Regions from separate parts of the Pan troglodytes genome. Here region 2 is linked to region 1. The links are chromatin contacts, called in public Hi-C maps. All regions are on one chromosome and are shown on one strand. Each heading gives the region's core, a stretch centred on a gene start, on an enhancer-like site or on the middle of the called end of the contact. The rest is flanking DNA. Distances are from core to core; before and after follow the strand shown.

The links. A called contact is a pair of places that touch in the nucleus more often than the background predicts.
Region 2: a contact with region 1 is called in a Hi-C map of stem cell-derived neural progenitor cells, with 2.4 times the contacts expected there. The contact joins the promoter of ABHD2 here to the promoter of MFGE8 in region 1. A contact is called at or near these places in 1 of 7 Hi-C or Micro-C datasets (stem cell-derived neural progenitor cells) and 1 of 1 datasets of contacts at active chromatin or transcription factors (stem cell-derived excitatory neurons).

The regions. Positions count from the first base shown.
Region 1 is chr16:80,705,358-80,712,568 of NHGRI_mPanTro3-v2.0_pri, reverse strand. It overlaps MFGE8 (milk fat globule EGF and factor V/VIII domain containing), which reads left to right and starts at 3,605. Exons shown (of 8, transcript XM_001165898.8): 1 at 3,605-3,827; 2 at 7,093-7,211. The coding sequence starts at 3,755.
Region 2 is chr16:80,885,298-80,891,828 of NHGRI_mPanTro3-v2.0_pri, reverse strand. It overlaps ABHD2 (abhydrolase domain containing 2, acylglycerol lipase), which reads right to left and starts at 4,399. Exons shown (of 12, transcript NM_001280039.1): 1 at 4,258-4,399.

The DNA of each region.
Region 1 (7,211 bases), core at 2,356-4,855:
AATTTCGACAGAGATTGTATTGAATCTGTACATCAATTTGGGGGTGTACTGGCATCTTAACAATACAAGTCTTCCAACCTGCGAACGGGATAATTTTCCATTTGTTTAGATCCTCTTTAATTTTTTTGATGATGTTTTGTAGTGTTCAACGTACAGCTCTTGTATTTCTTTTTCTTTTTTTTTTGAGACGAAGTCTCTCTCTGTCGCCCAGGCTGGAGTGCAGTGGCACGATCTCAGCTCACTGCAACCTCTGCCTCTCAGGTTCAAGCGATTCTCCTGCCTTAGCCTCCCAAGTAGCTGGGATTACAGGTGCCAGCCACCACACCTGGCTACTTTTTGTATTTTTAGTAGGGACAGGGTTTCGCCATGTTGGTCAGGCTGGTCTTGAACTCCTGACCTCAGGTGATCCACCCACCTTGGCCTCCCGAAGTGCTGGGATAACAGGCATGAACCACCGTGCCCCGCCATGTCTTGTATTTCTTTTGTTAAATTTATTCCTAAGTATTTTATTCTTTTTAATCCTATTGTAAATGGGATTTTTAAAAATTATGTTTTTGGATTGTTTATTTCTAGTGTAAGAAATACACCTGATTTTTGTATATTAATTGTGTATCCTGCAACCTTGCTTAGCTCATTTATTATCTTTAATAGTTGTGTGTTTTTGTGTGTGTGTGTATGTGGATTCTTTAGGGTTGTTTTTTTGTTTTGTTTTGTTTTGAGATGGAGTTTCGCTTTTGTTGCCCAGGCTGGAGTGCAATGGCGCGATCTCGGCTCACCGCAACCTCCGCCTCCCAGGTTCAAGCAATTCTCCTGCCTCAGCCTCCCGAGTAGCTGAGATTACAGGCATGCACCACCACGCTCAGCTAATTTTGTATTTTTAGTAGAGACGGGGTTTCTCCATGTTGAGGCTGGTCTCGAACTCCTGACCTCAGGTGTTCTGCCCACCTCAGCCTCCCAAAGTGCTGGGATTACAGGCATGAGCCACTGCGCTTGGCTCTTTAGGGTTTTTTATATACAAGATCATGCCATCTGTAAGTAGAGATAGAGATAGTTCTACTGCCTCCTTTCCAATGGGGATGTATTTTCTGTTTCTTGCGTAATTGTCCTGGCTGGAACCTCCAGCACAGTGATGAAATAGAAGTGATGAGAGCAGAACACCATGTCCTATTCCTGAGCTTAGGGGAAACATTCAGTTTTTCACCATTAAGTATGATAGTAGCTATGGGTTTTTCATATATATATATATATTTATTTATTTATTTATTTTTATTTTTATTTTTTTTGAGACAGAGTCTTACTGTGTCACCCGGGCTAGAGAGCAGGAGTGCAATCTCGGCTCACTGCAACTGCCGCCTCCCAGATTCAAGCGATTCTTGTGCCTCAGCCTCTTGAGTAGCTGGGATTGCAGGTGTGCACCACCATGCCTGGTTACTTTTTGTATTTTCAGTGGGGACCAGGTTACACCATGTTGGTCAGGCTGGTCTTGAGCTGCTGACCTCAGCTGATCTGCCCGCCTAGGCCTCCCAGAGTGTTGGGATTGCAGGCGTGAGCCACTGTACCCATCGGTTTTTCATAGATTTTTAAAAATCAGGTTGAGGAAGCTCCCTTTCACTTCTAGTTTGTTGAGTGTTTTATCACGAAGAGGTGTTGGATATTATCAAATGCTTTTTCTGTGATTATTGAGTTGATACTATATGTCTTTTCCCCATATATATATATATATATATATATATTTTTTTAAGACGGAGTCTTGCCCTGTTGCCCAGGCTGGAGTGCAGTAGCGCGATCTCGGCTCACTGCAAGCTCCGCCTCCCGGGCTCACGCCATTCTCCTGCCTCAGCCTCCTGAGCAGCTGGGACTACAGGCACCCACCACCACGCTCGGCTAATTTTTTTTTGTATTTTTAGTAGAGACGAGGTTTCACCGTGTTAGCCAGGATGGTCTCGATCTCCTGACCTCGTGATCCGCCTGCCTCGGCCTCCTAAAATGTTGGGATTACAGGCATGAGCCACCACGCCCAGTACCCCCTTCTGAATATTTTAAGAAGGGCATCTTGCCAGTGGACTCTAGTCCCAACTTAGGTCTCAACACAGCTAGGAGGGGAGATGTGTGACTGTTCTATTTTGTTTGTTGGCTAGTCTGACTTAAACACTTATTACTATTACTATTGTTATTATTTTTTGAGACAGTCTCGCTCTGTTGCCCAGGCTGGAGTGCAGTGGTGCAATCGTGGCTCACTGCAGCCTCGACCTCTTGGGATCAAGCGATCTTCCTACCTCAGCCTCCTGAGTAGCTGGGACTACAGGCATGCGCCTGGAATACTTTTGTATTTCTTTTTTTGTAGAAACAGGGTTTTGCCATGTTGCCCAGGAAGGTCTCGAACTCTTGAGCTTAAGTGATCCGCCTACCTCGGCCTCCCCAAGAGCTGGCATTACAGGCTTGAGTCACCGCTCCCGGCCTGAAGCATTATTATTATTATTATTATTATTATTAGAGACGGAGTCTCACTCTGTCACCCAGGCTGGAGTGCAGTGGCATGATCTCGGCTCACTGGGACCTCTGCCGCCTGGGTTCAAGCAATTCTCCTGCCTCAGCCTCCCGAGTAGCTGGGATTACAGGCACCTGCCACTGCGCCCGGCTAATTTTTGTATTTTTAGTAGAGACGGGGTTTCACCATCTTGACCAGGCTGGTCTTGAACTCCGACCTCAGGTGTTCCACGTGCCTCGGCCTCCCAAAGTGCTGGGATTACAGGTGTGAGCCAACGCACCCAGCCAAAACACTATTATTAAAATCACTTATTTGTAAACAGGTAATATTTGCACATGATAAGTACAAATCATTTAGTAAAAAGTCAACGGTGACAGGATTGCTTTGTTTTATTCCCTTTCGGCAAACAGGTGCCCATTTCCTCGCATTTTGTCTATGGTGCTTTTCTTGCAACAAAGGCAGAGATGAATAGCTGCTACAGAGACTCAGGGCCTACATATCAGAGAACATTTTCTATTAGGTCCTTTACAGAAATCTTTGCTGATTTTTTTTTTTTTTTTTTTTTTTTTTTTTTTTTTTTTTTTTTTTTTTTAGTATTTTACCATTTCAGACAATGTTGCTATGCTATCTTTGTATATCTGTCATTTTGCACATGGGAGTTTCTGTAGAATGAATCTCTCTATGTGGAAATGCTAGGTCTTAAGGTGTCAGCATTTGTCGTTTTGATAGGTGTTTCCAAATAGCCCTCTAGGGAAGTTGAACTAATTTATACTGTCTTCAGCGAAACATGCTTGGACCTGTTCCCCACAGCCTCCACTAACCTTGTTAACATCTTGATACTTGCCGATCCGAGAAGGGAAACACGATGCTCATTGTAGTTTTAATTTGCATCTATCTGATTATGAATAAAGAGTTAGCATCTTTTCAAGTCTAAAAATCTTAAAAACAAAACTCCTGAACTTTTCCCGCCCAACAGACTCAAGACTCGTGACCGGGCCGTTGGCACGACGCGGGACGCCGGTGTGGCAGTGGCGGAAGAGGCAGATATCGCGGACCACCCCCGCGCCCCCCAATTCCTTTCAACCAATTCCCTCGCAGCCGCGGAGCCCCGCCCCCAGTCCGCCTCTGGCCAGCTTGGGCGGAGCGCACGGCCAGTGGGAGGTGCTGAGCCGCCTGATTTATTCCGGTCCCGGAGGAGAAGGCGCCAGAACCCCGCGGGGTCTGAGCAGCCCGGCGTGCCCATTCCAGCGCCCCCGTCCCCGCAGCATGCCGCGCCCCCGCCTGCTGGCCGCGCTGTGCGGCGCGCTGCTCTGCGCCCCCAGCCTCCTCGTCGCCCTGGGTGAGTGGATCGCGCCTCTGCCCCTCGCCCCTCCTCCCCGCGCCGCTCGGAAGTTTGCCCGGCGCCCGCCCTCCACCTCCACTGTTGACAAACTTAGACAAAGCCCCGGGGACCGGGCCGGGCAGAGGGGCGGCTTCTTCCGCTGCGCCCTGGCGGGACAGGGGGATGCGGCCCTGCTGTCTCTGCGCTGGGGCTTTTGGGCTGGGACTCGGGACATCGGGTGACAGCCCTGCCGCCCCCAGGGATGCGGCTTACAGATAATGACAAAGGAATCCGCTGTGTCGGGCCTCTCTTTTCCCTGGTGAAAAATGAGGCCAGGGAACTGCGTTTGACTTTCGAACCCCTTCCACCTGGGAGATTCTAGGACTCTAGTATGGATAAGTCTTGTCTGGATAACTTTGTCCTGGCCATCTCCCTGCCAACTCCAGTTGGCTGGACAGTTCATTGGATTTTTGCGCTCCCAATTGTCCGTGCCTGGTCACATAAGGGAAGGGCTGGGGAGTCGGTGCAATGGACGCAGGCCGTAAGCGGGGCCCGGGAGGGGACCCAGAGGCTTCGAGGAACTTGGAAGAGGGCTGCCTGCTGATGGGAGTCTCCTGACTCCCTCCCTCCCGCGGCCTTGGCCGGCTGCTGTATCTTCCCTGGTCCTCCTCCGCCTCCCAGGAGGCCTCCGGCGGCCAGCTGGGCCCCTTGCAGGCTGGACTTGCGGATGCCCCGTGCCATTCACCGTGGAGCGCTGGGAGGGGGTCAGGGCCAGGACTCTTTAGGCGGCCCCTCCATCATTTTCTCATAGAAATGGGATTGACTGAAGCAAGGTAGGTAACAGCTGAGCCCCAGCCCTATGTCCTGTGATCTGCCTGACCCTCGGGGCTAGAGCTTCCAGAGTGCTCCAAGCTCCCAGGAACTTGGGAGCTCCTGGCCCTCCCCGGCCACCATGAAAGACAGCTGGATCTTCATAGCCCCTTTCTACTCTTCCCTGTACCCCCCAACCTGAACTCTGGCCAAATGTTACTGGAAAGTCCCCGAAAGAGCAGGACTCTGAAGTCCCAAAGATGTTTTTATACAGGGTGATCTGGCCTTTTCCAGAAGGAGGAAACACCATACCTATCTTCCACACAGGTAACGTGGCTGGGTAGAGTACACCTTTCACTTTCCCGTTTTCCCACTGGACCGTTTTGCCCTGGAGCAGTGTAGGGAGAGGGCCGGTGCAGTTGGGAGGGAAGAGTCCATTCCCAACCCAAGCCTCTGTCTGTGTCAATGCTCGCCCCTGCCTGCCAGGTCAGAGGAAGGATTACCTGCTATTTAAAGCCAATGACTAATAGCTCCTTGGGAGCCACTTTAAGCTCCGGAGGCCCGTGGAGGGGGAGCTCTGAGGGCAGATCGCTCATTAATGGTGTTGTTGCCTTCCCTGGAGTGGGATGAAGGGGCTTTGAGATTTCAGGAGGACTCTCCAGCCTTAGATGGGTGACTCTGAGGGGGAGGCAAAAAGGGTTTTTTTTTTCTTTTTTCTTTTTGAGATGGAATCTTGCTGTGTCGCCCAGGCTGGAGTGCAGTGGCGTGGTCTCGGTTCACTACAAGCTTCGCCTGCTGGGTTCATGCCATTCTCTTTCCTCAGCCTCCCAAGTAGCTGGGAGTACAGGCACCCGCCACCACGCCCGGCCCGACTAATTTTTTGTATTTTTAGTAGAGATGGGGTTTCACCGTGTTAGCCAGGATGGTCTGGATCTCCTGACCTCATGATCCTCCCACCTTGGCCTCCCAAAGTGCTGGGATTACAGGTGTGAGCCACCACACCCAGCCAAAGCAAAAAGATGTCTCATGTCTTGCTCCAAATGACAGATTTGGGTGTAGGGTCTGGGGCAGCCCTTCTGGGATGCTAATGTCGGCTAGAGGACTCCTGTTGGGCCCGGCCGACCCACCAGAGTCAAGGGATTGAGGACAGGCCCTCCTGTTCCTTCTCCTGTGTTCTCCACCACCGGGGCTGATAGTGTACATCTGTCATCCAGGTTCCCATCCAGAAGCCCTGGTGGCCTCTCCAGCCCATGCCCCCTGGTGGTTCTGAAATCACCCTTCCTTTTCACTTCTCTGCTCTGACTTCCTCTCTCACCATGCTCTCCTGCTCTCCACCTTCACCCTCTTCAGTGGGATTTCTGCATTTCAGCCAGAGGGACCTGTCTGCAGCTACCAGATGCTCCCCACCCTGGGGGAGCTCAGCGGCATGTCTGCACATGGGCCTTTTCAGCCTTCTTCATCCTGCAATTGGAACTGACTATTTTATTTTTATTTTTTCTCCCCCCTGGTGGACAGTGGTGAGGAGGGTGAAGGAAGGTTAAAAGCCACTGCTCTACAGGATGAAAAACTAAACTTGTCATTCTTCAGATCCCTCCCAGTCTGGCCCCAGCCTACCCTTCCAGCTGCATCTAACTGTGCTCCAACATACCACACCCTCTGTGCATCTGCTTTTCTTGGAACATTCTTTACTCATTGCCCAGTCTGGCACCCCCCTTACTTTGTCTTCTAGACCCAGCTCAAATATTCCCTCCTCTGGGGAACTTCCAATTCCCCAGCAGAAATCATGCCTCCAGTGACGGTCCATGCAGGCTTCTGGAGCATTGGGCAATCTTCCTCATCTGTGGACTTGCTGGCCTCTTTCCCCTTGGCTTCTTGAGGCCTGCGCTGCATCTGATTTCTCTGTCTCAGGGGCCTAGCATGGTCATTGGCCCTCCCAGTGTTTCCTGGATGATCATCGTGCTGTTCCTGAGTCAGGGCTGCCGTTGGAGGTGACATCTGTGACTGCAACCTGTGCCTGAATTGGTGGGCGGAACCTGCTCGATGGGCCAGGACAATGCTTCCTTCCACTGCCCCTGCCTGAAAGTCCTCATGGGCCTCCTTTGCAATCAAACTGCTGCCAAGAGACCTGCCCTGGACCTTGCCTGCTTCTCCAGACCCCAGCTGCCAGCTCTTCCACCAGTGGGCAGTGGTCCCCAGCACCACTGCCATTGTCAGCCAGCACTTTTCTGGACACTCCCAGGCCACTTGGAAAGCTGGGCGCTTCCCTTATGTGGGCCGATTCGCCTACACATGGACTTCCTTGGCTCTAGGCGGACTCAGGCTCCATCCAGCACACGGGGGAAGAGGGAGAGGAAGAGATAATGGGCTGAGTTTGAGTGGAGGGTCCTTTTGGGCTGGACCCATCTGCTACTTCTCACCTGTGTCCCCAGCTCCTTCCTGATCATCTGCTCATCTTACCTGTCTCTGTCCCCAGATATCTGTTCCAAAAACCCCTGCCACAACGGTGGTTTATGCGAGGAGATTTCCCAAGAAGTGCGAGGAGATGTCTTCCCCTCGTACACCTGCACGTGCCTTAAGGGCTACGCGGGCAAC
Region 2 (6,531 bases), core at 3,150-5,649, 180 kb before region 1:
AAAAAATGACGTGGAAGCTCTTTTCACACTGCCAAGAAATATTAAGTGAAAAAGGCAAGGTTCCAAATAGCATGTATGCAGTGTGCTACCATTTCTGCAAAAAGGGGTGGTGTACAGAATATGTTTAACGAATTTGCTTACAGATGTATAAAATCCCTTGGAGGTTCAGGGACCACTTCTGGAGGATGAAGAAATCGCTAATGCTGGTTGCCTCTGAGGATCAGGGGTCAGGGGTACACACAGATGTATTTACTAGTTAACCTTTTGTGCCTTTAAAAAATTTTCTTTCATCATGTGAATGTATTGCCTATTTTTAAAAACTAAAATTTGAATTAAAAAATTTTAAAATTTCTATTAAAAACAATTTTAAAACAAAATAGTTTTTAAGCAACAAACCAAACTAATTTGTTAATCTTGTCAACTGTGTTCCTGGCACACACCAGATGCTTAATTTGTTGAACTTAATGAACCTCCACTTAAAAACAACAAAAGAAAATCAGAAACCAGGCAAATCCAAGGGTACCAATGTTCCACTTCTCTAAAAAGCTCTTCACCTGTCTGCTGTTTATTGTGAAAGATCAGACAATGAGTCGGTGTGTAACAAGCCCCTCACCCAAATGGCCCCAGTCCACAAGCTTCAGGGGTAATGGTGGAGCTTATCGTCTGTCCACACCAACCATTTTACAAACAGAAAACATTCAATCCAAAAATATGATGCCCTGGACAAGACAACAAAAATCAATCTGCAGATATGAAAATCCTGAAAGGAGATAATGTAGCACCTGTATGGTATCAACAAAGAAACAGCAGCACAGGGCTTAAAAATGTCCTACTCATGCACTGGCCAAAAAGGCTGAACCATGAAAAGCTGCTATAAAATCCTGACACCAGACACATTTAAGAGGCACCCTGAACTTCTCATTGCTCTGTTCCTGGGGATAGCTTAGCCCAAGATGAAACAGAAAGGCTTAAGCAACTCATGCCCCACATCATCTATACTCTGAAACTGGTCATGGAGTACTCAAAACTCACAATGCAATAAAAATGGGAATACTGTAAGCTGTAGGTCATGGTAGAAATTCTGCCACACAAAATTCAATTATATTGGAAATGTCTCTCTCCCGGGGCTTTTAAAAGAGCCAGATTTTAGGCAAAAAATAAGACAGACTCTACCCCTGTCTCCCACAAGACCAAAGAAATTATTTCCTGCTCGGGGCAGGAGCTCTGAACAAGGGCAGTGAGAACCACTACAGAGGTTATGGGTCCTGCCGGAGATTACCAGGAAAAGGCGTAAATGCTTAAAGCAACGAGTAACAGCCAATGAGAAGCTCATCCACCAAAATATTGAGAAAAGAGAGTGAGAAAGAGAGAAAGGGGCCCATATTAATACACAAGCAAAGAAATGAAAACTATTATTCTAAAATGGCTGATCTCTAGAACAGCTTAAACAAAAACCGAAATTCAGAATCAACTCAAGAAAAATAAAGCATGAGAAGGTGCCATTTAATGAAGTGATAATCTTTGGTTCAATCTAGAAAACAAGTAAAAACAGAAGAGAAAATCAAAGGTGACTGGATTCCTGCAAAAAATGAAAGTGGCAGGCATCTTTTCATCAAAAGGGAATTGGCTGGCACAGTGAGAGTGCCTATTTGTCAGACCCATGCAGGCGATAAAGGAAATGAAGGTGAGAGTAAAAAGGGAAAAAAGTGAACGACCCTGACTAAAATGAGAGGAAAAAGACCATTCCATTGTACTTGCCATCTGGTTTATTTCAAGCTTTGGAAAAGAACAGGAAAAACACAGATAAACCAGTGAACCAGCTAGATTGCCAGCACGGATCAGTCACACACGTTTGCTTCTGCCAGGCCAGGCAGGCGCTGCTGGTGCTCCCCCTACTCGAATGACTAAGTAACTTCCTTAAATGCAGTTGACACATGATCCCTGAACTTCCGAAAAGCACTTAATACAGTGGCTCATAAAATCTTAATCTAAAAATGTTCATCCATTTAGAATCAAGCTGCATCACACTCATCGCTTGGGAGGAGGGCTGAAGAGAGGGAATACATATTTGGAAGGACACCATGGACACGGGTATCATCCAGGACTTTACCATTTCGAGGGATTCCCACCCCTCACTGCCTGCTTTTAACGATAATTTTAAAGGGTTCAGAGCCTAAGAAGAATGTAACTGCAAGGGGGAACTAACATAGAAACTAAATTACCTGAATCAGAAAAATAAGTAAGGTATAAAATGCAACGTGACTTGGAAACCCCTTGCAGCTGTCTGTGTTAAAATGAAATCTGGAATATGTTAAATGAATTTGGGGGTGGGGGGAAGGGGACTGGGGGAAAAATTAGCTCTTGATAGAGTATTGGGTGGTGGATATGAAGAAAAATGTACAAAAAGGCAACAGAATATCATATCTAGCAAATCTATTGTGCTTACCCTGTGCCAGGTACTGTTCTAAATGCTTCAGATGTAGTAACTCCATGCACTTCTCAAAACAATCTTCTAACATAAGTATCATTATTATTTCTGTTTTAGAGGTGAGGAAACAGAGGCACAGAGAAGTTAAGTAGCTTGCCCAAGGTTGCACAGCCAGTAAGAGGCAGGGCTGGGATTCAAATCCAGGCACTCAGGCACCAAAATCTGTCCTCCTAACCTCTCTGGACTCCCCTAGAACTTAAAACACTGAGAATGGGCAAACTAAGCTTGGAGTGAAATAAGTCATGCACTGGCTAGATCTAAATACAGTCAAGAGATCAACCCTTAGTCATGGGCCTGTGATGACCAACCAGCCCTGTGACCACCCCAGGCCTCAGTTTCCTCACCTGTGCATTGAGGAGACTGAATGAGAGTCCACCTAATTAGACTTAGATAGAGATGAGCTCTATCTAAGGTGCCTTCAGCTCTAAAATGTCACAGTCCGTGCTGACTACCAGCTGTATATGGACTGCTTTCTGACTAGATGTTCAAAGATTAATTCATCCTAAAACACACAGCAAGGTGTGTTAAGATTCTTTCTCTGCCTCCTGACCTTCAGAAGATTATTATGTTCTCTCTATTCCGGCAAATGACAGAGGGTAGTGAAGGATTTCTCTTTTGGACTCTGCTTAACGTGGCTGTAAGGAAACGGCCTTCGAAAAGCTCTGGGCACAGATCTTGTTGACTCTGCCAAACCTGCAGTCTCTCCGGGTCCCTCTGTGGAGCCTGTTCTTGGAACATGCCTTTCGATTTGGTTACTGGAATGCAGGTGAAACTGAGAAACTGGAGGTCCAGCAACCAAAAAAGAGAGATTGGGAAGATTAAGAGAGCGGTCCATGGTAGTCCAAATACAAGGAGTTTCATAGTGGCTAAATAAACCTCTGTCTTTTTGTATAATCCAGTCTCTTTGCTAACACCCACTCTTGAGAGCTGAAACCTCAAAATTCATTATGGGTGAATTCAACAGCCACTTGGAACCTAATGGACGCCCAGAAGTACTCTTCTCAAGCTAGGCATCAAAGGCCACTTAGAGTGCATTTGTGGGTAGAGAAGGCCCTTACAGATGGGTCATGCAGTCCTCCCTTGGGGTCCTAAGCATCCCACACAGGTGGCTGTCATCAGGCCACTGCTTGGACATCGCCAAGGTCGAGGCGCTAGCTGCCCGGCCTGGCAGGCAGCCTCCTGCGCTGCTGGACAGCTCTAGCTGTGGGGAAAGCTCACGAAGGGCCTAGAACAGTGCCGGTCGCGGGGCCGAACTCGGTAAATGTGCTTCCAAGTGGGTCAAAAGCTGCCTTTCTAGAACTTAAACCCACTGGTCCTGCGTGAGCCCCTGGAGCCCCGAAACACAGAGGCCTCTCGGGTATCTCGGGCTGTAATCAGGCCCCTCGGCCCTCTCCTTCCAGGTGCGGATCCCGGACCTTCTTCGCCAAGCCTGAACCGGCAGACCCCTCCCCAGGCCCCTGAAGACCCAGGAGTGAGCACCAATGGGGGAAAGGCCGCGGTCGGGGTTGTCCCCAACCTCGGTTCCTCGGGCAGAAGGGGACAAAGGGCCTCAGGAAGGCGTATCCCCCGCCGCGATCTGGGCTGTCCCCACCACTGGGCAAGCCAGCCCCTGGGACCCCCACGGCGCCAGATGACAGGCCCCCCAGGATCCCCTCAGGCTGTGGCGTGATGGGCCGAGCTACGCCGGGGACCTCGGGGCTCGGAGATTCGGTTCGACGGGTCCGGGGTGCGATCCCCGCTCCGCGGAGCTCGCTCGGCCGTGGCTTTACCTGCGTGTGATTGCCTACAGGTGCTCAGGTCGCCCCCAGTCTGGTTCCTGCAGCTCCCCGGCTGCCAGCGGCGCTCATGGATATACAGCCGGAACCCCTGGCCAGTGCAGCTCCCGCCGCTACCGGCCCCGCCCAAGTAACTGCCGCCACGCCCCTGACGACCGCTTCTGCCACGCCCCTAACCACGGAAACCGCTTGTTCATTGGGCAGTTCAGCCGCTTCTCCACTTGCCCCGCGCGCTCATTGCGTCTAGGAGGGGATCCATTGATCAGCGAAGCTGTTCCTCAGAGTGGAGGCGGGATTCTTAGGGGAGAGCTCCTCAGCAACTGGTTACATTTGACGGCTTTAGTCCAGGGACCCAGACGCTACTGGATAAGGCCAGCCCGGAGTGGGCGGGGAAAGGGGAGGAGGGCTAGAAGGTGGGTCGTGTTTGATGTCGATGGGGGCGGGGTGAAGAGAGGGGTAATTGTGACCGCAAACTGCTTTAGAGGGCTGGGTAAGGTCAGCTGTCGACTGGGCTCAGAGGAATGAGGTCGGCTGGTAGCTCAGCTGCTGGTAGCTCAGCTGCGGCTCTGATGGGTCCAGGCCGACTGACTGACTCACGTGTACTCAAATTTCGCAGGGGTGAAATTTGAGGTCATATCCCGGGAGAGAGGAAGAAGGGTCGTGAGTCACCGAACCCGAAGGAGAGGAAAAGATGTGGAGGCAGCGGTCTATGGCCTCTTCCAGCTCCGGACGGGGGATGGGGACGCTCTGGGCAATACGGGCCTCAGTTATTGTCCCACTGTCCTTTCAACCCTTAACCAACCCAGTTGGAGGCCGCCTGGAAGAATGTAGCCTTGGAACTAGGGCCTGGAATTGGGGCTCCTACCGGTTGTGTGGGCTTGGGCAAGTCACTTAACCTTCCCGCATGCTCCCTTCACTTGGCAACTGAGGGTGACAATAGTAGTTGATGAGAAGATTAAATAAACTCTGATAAATGCCAACAGTGGCTGGCACTCAACAGGCATTCAATCAAGGCTGATTCTTCCCCCATCACCCACTCACCTCATCCGGCTGGGAAACTAGGCCCATTTCTAAAATTCTATGAGCCTGAAACTGCTTTTGCAATGGCATGTCGTGTACCAAGAATAGAACACTTGAGCGACTTGAAATGCAACCCCTGTAGGGCAGACAAGGCCACCCTACCAAGGCCCCATAGGGCTGGGAGAGAGGGAGCAGGGGATGAAATGAGAGGAGCGATTTAGTCAGAGAAGGGAAGTGGCATTTGTTGCCATGTAAATTTTTCCCAACATATTTCAGGTTGTGACAAGGAACAATGGGCTGGCTCAAGTTTTATGGAGCGTAACCAAATAACATCCTTTGAAGGCTGATCAGCACCGGACCAGAAATCATTGCATGAGCTCTATCTGTCAGAGACCCCTGAAACCCATTCCCCATTCTGAAGGTGTAGACATCACAGAGTGTGGACAGAAATAGCTTCTCAGGCCTGAATGTAGCCCCAGACCCTTTGTGTCTGTCTTTGAAAGAACTCACAGCCATGGTACATCAGAGTGAAGGAGAAGAAAGAATCCTTTGCCATTGCTCTATTTTTCATTCAGTTGTCATGTTACCTTGAAAAAAAAGGTTTCATCTCAGTGTTTATATATTCCTCTGTATTCTCTTTCATCTTGGAAAAGAAAAACCCAGGCTTCAGTAGCAAAGTCTCTTAGTGATGAACCCCATCATCCTGACTCCGAGTTAAAACAGTTTGGACTTCCAAAAAAGAGCTTTAGATTATCACTAGATAAGTATATAAGGTAATGCATATGTTAACTAGCTTGGTATAGCTATCCCACAATGTATACATGTATCAAAACATGGACCGGTACAGTGGCTCACGCCTGTAATCCAACACTTTGGGAAGCTGAGGCAGAGCCCAGGAGTCTGAGACCAACCTGGGCAACAGAGTGAGACCCCGTCTCTACAAAAAATTTAAAATTTAGCCCGATGTGGTGGTGCATGCCTGTAGTCCCAGCTAGTGGGGAGGCTGAGGCAGGAGGGTTGTTTGAGCCCAGGAAGTTGAGGCTGCAGTGAGCTGTGATCGCACCACTGCACTCCAGCCTGGGCCACAGAGTGAGACCTTGTTTGACAAATAAACATAATAACATGATAAACATAAATAAGTAAAGCATGTTGTACATCATAAATATATACAAATTTTGTCAATTAAAAATTAATAATAATCTAAAAAATAGGCTGGGCACAGTGGCTCAAGCCTGTAATCCCAGCACT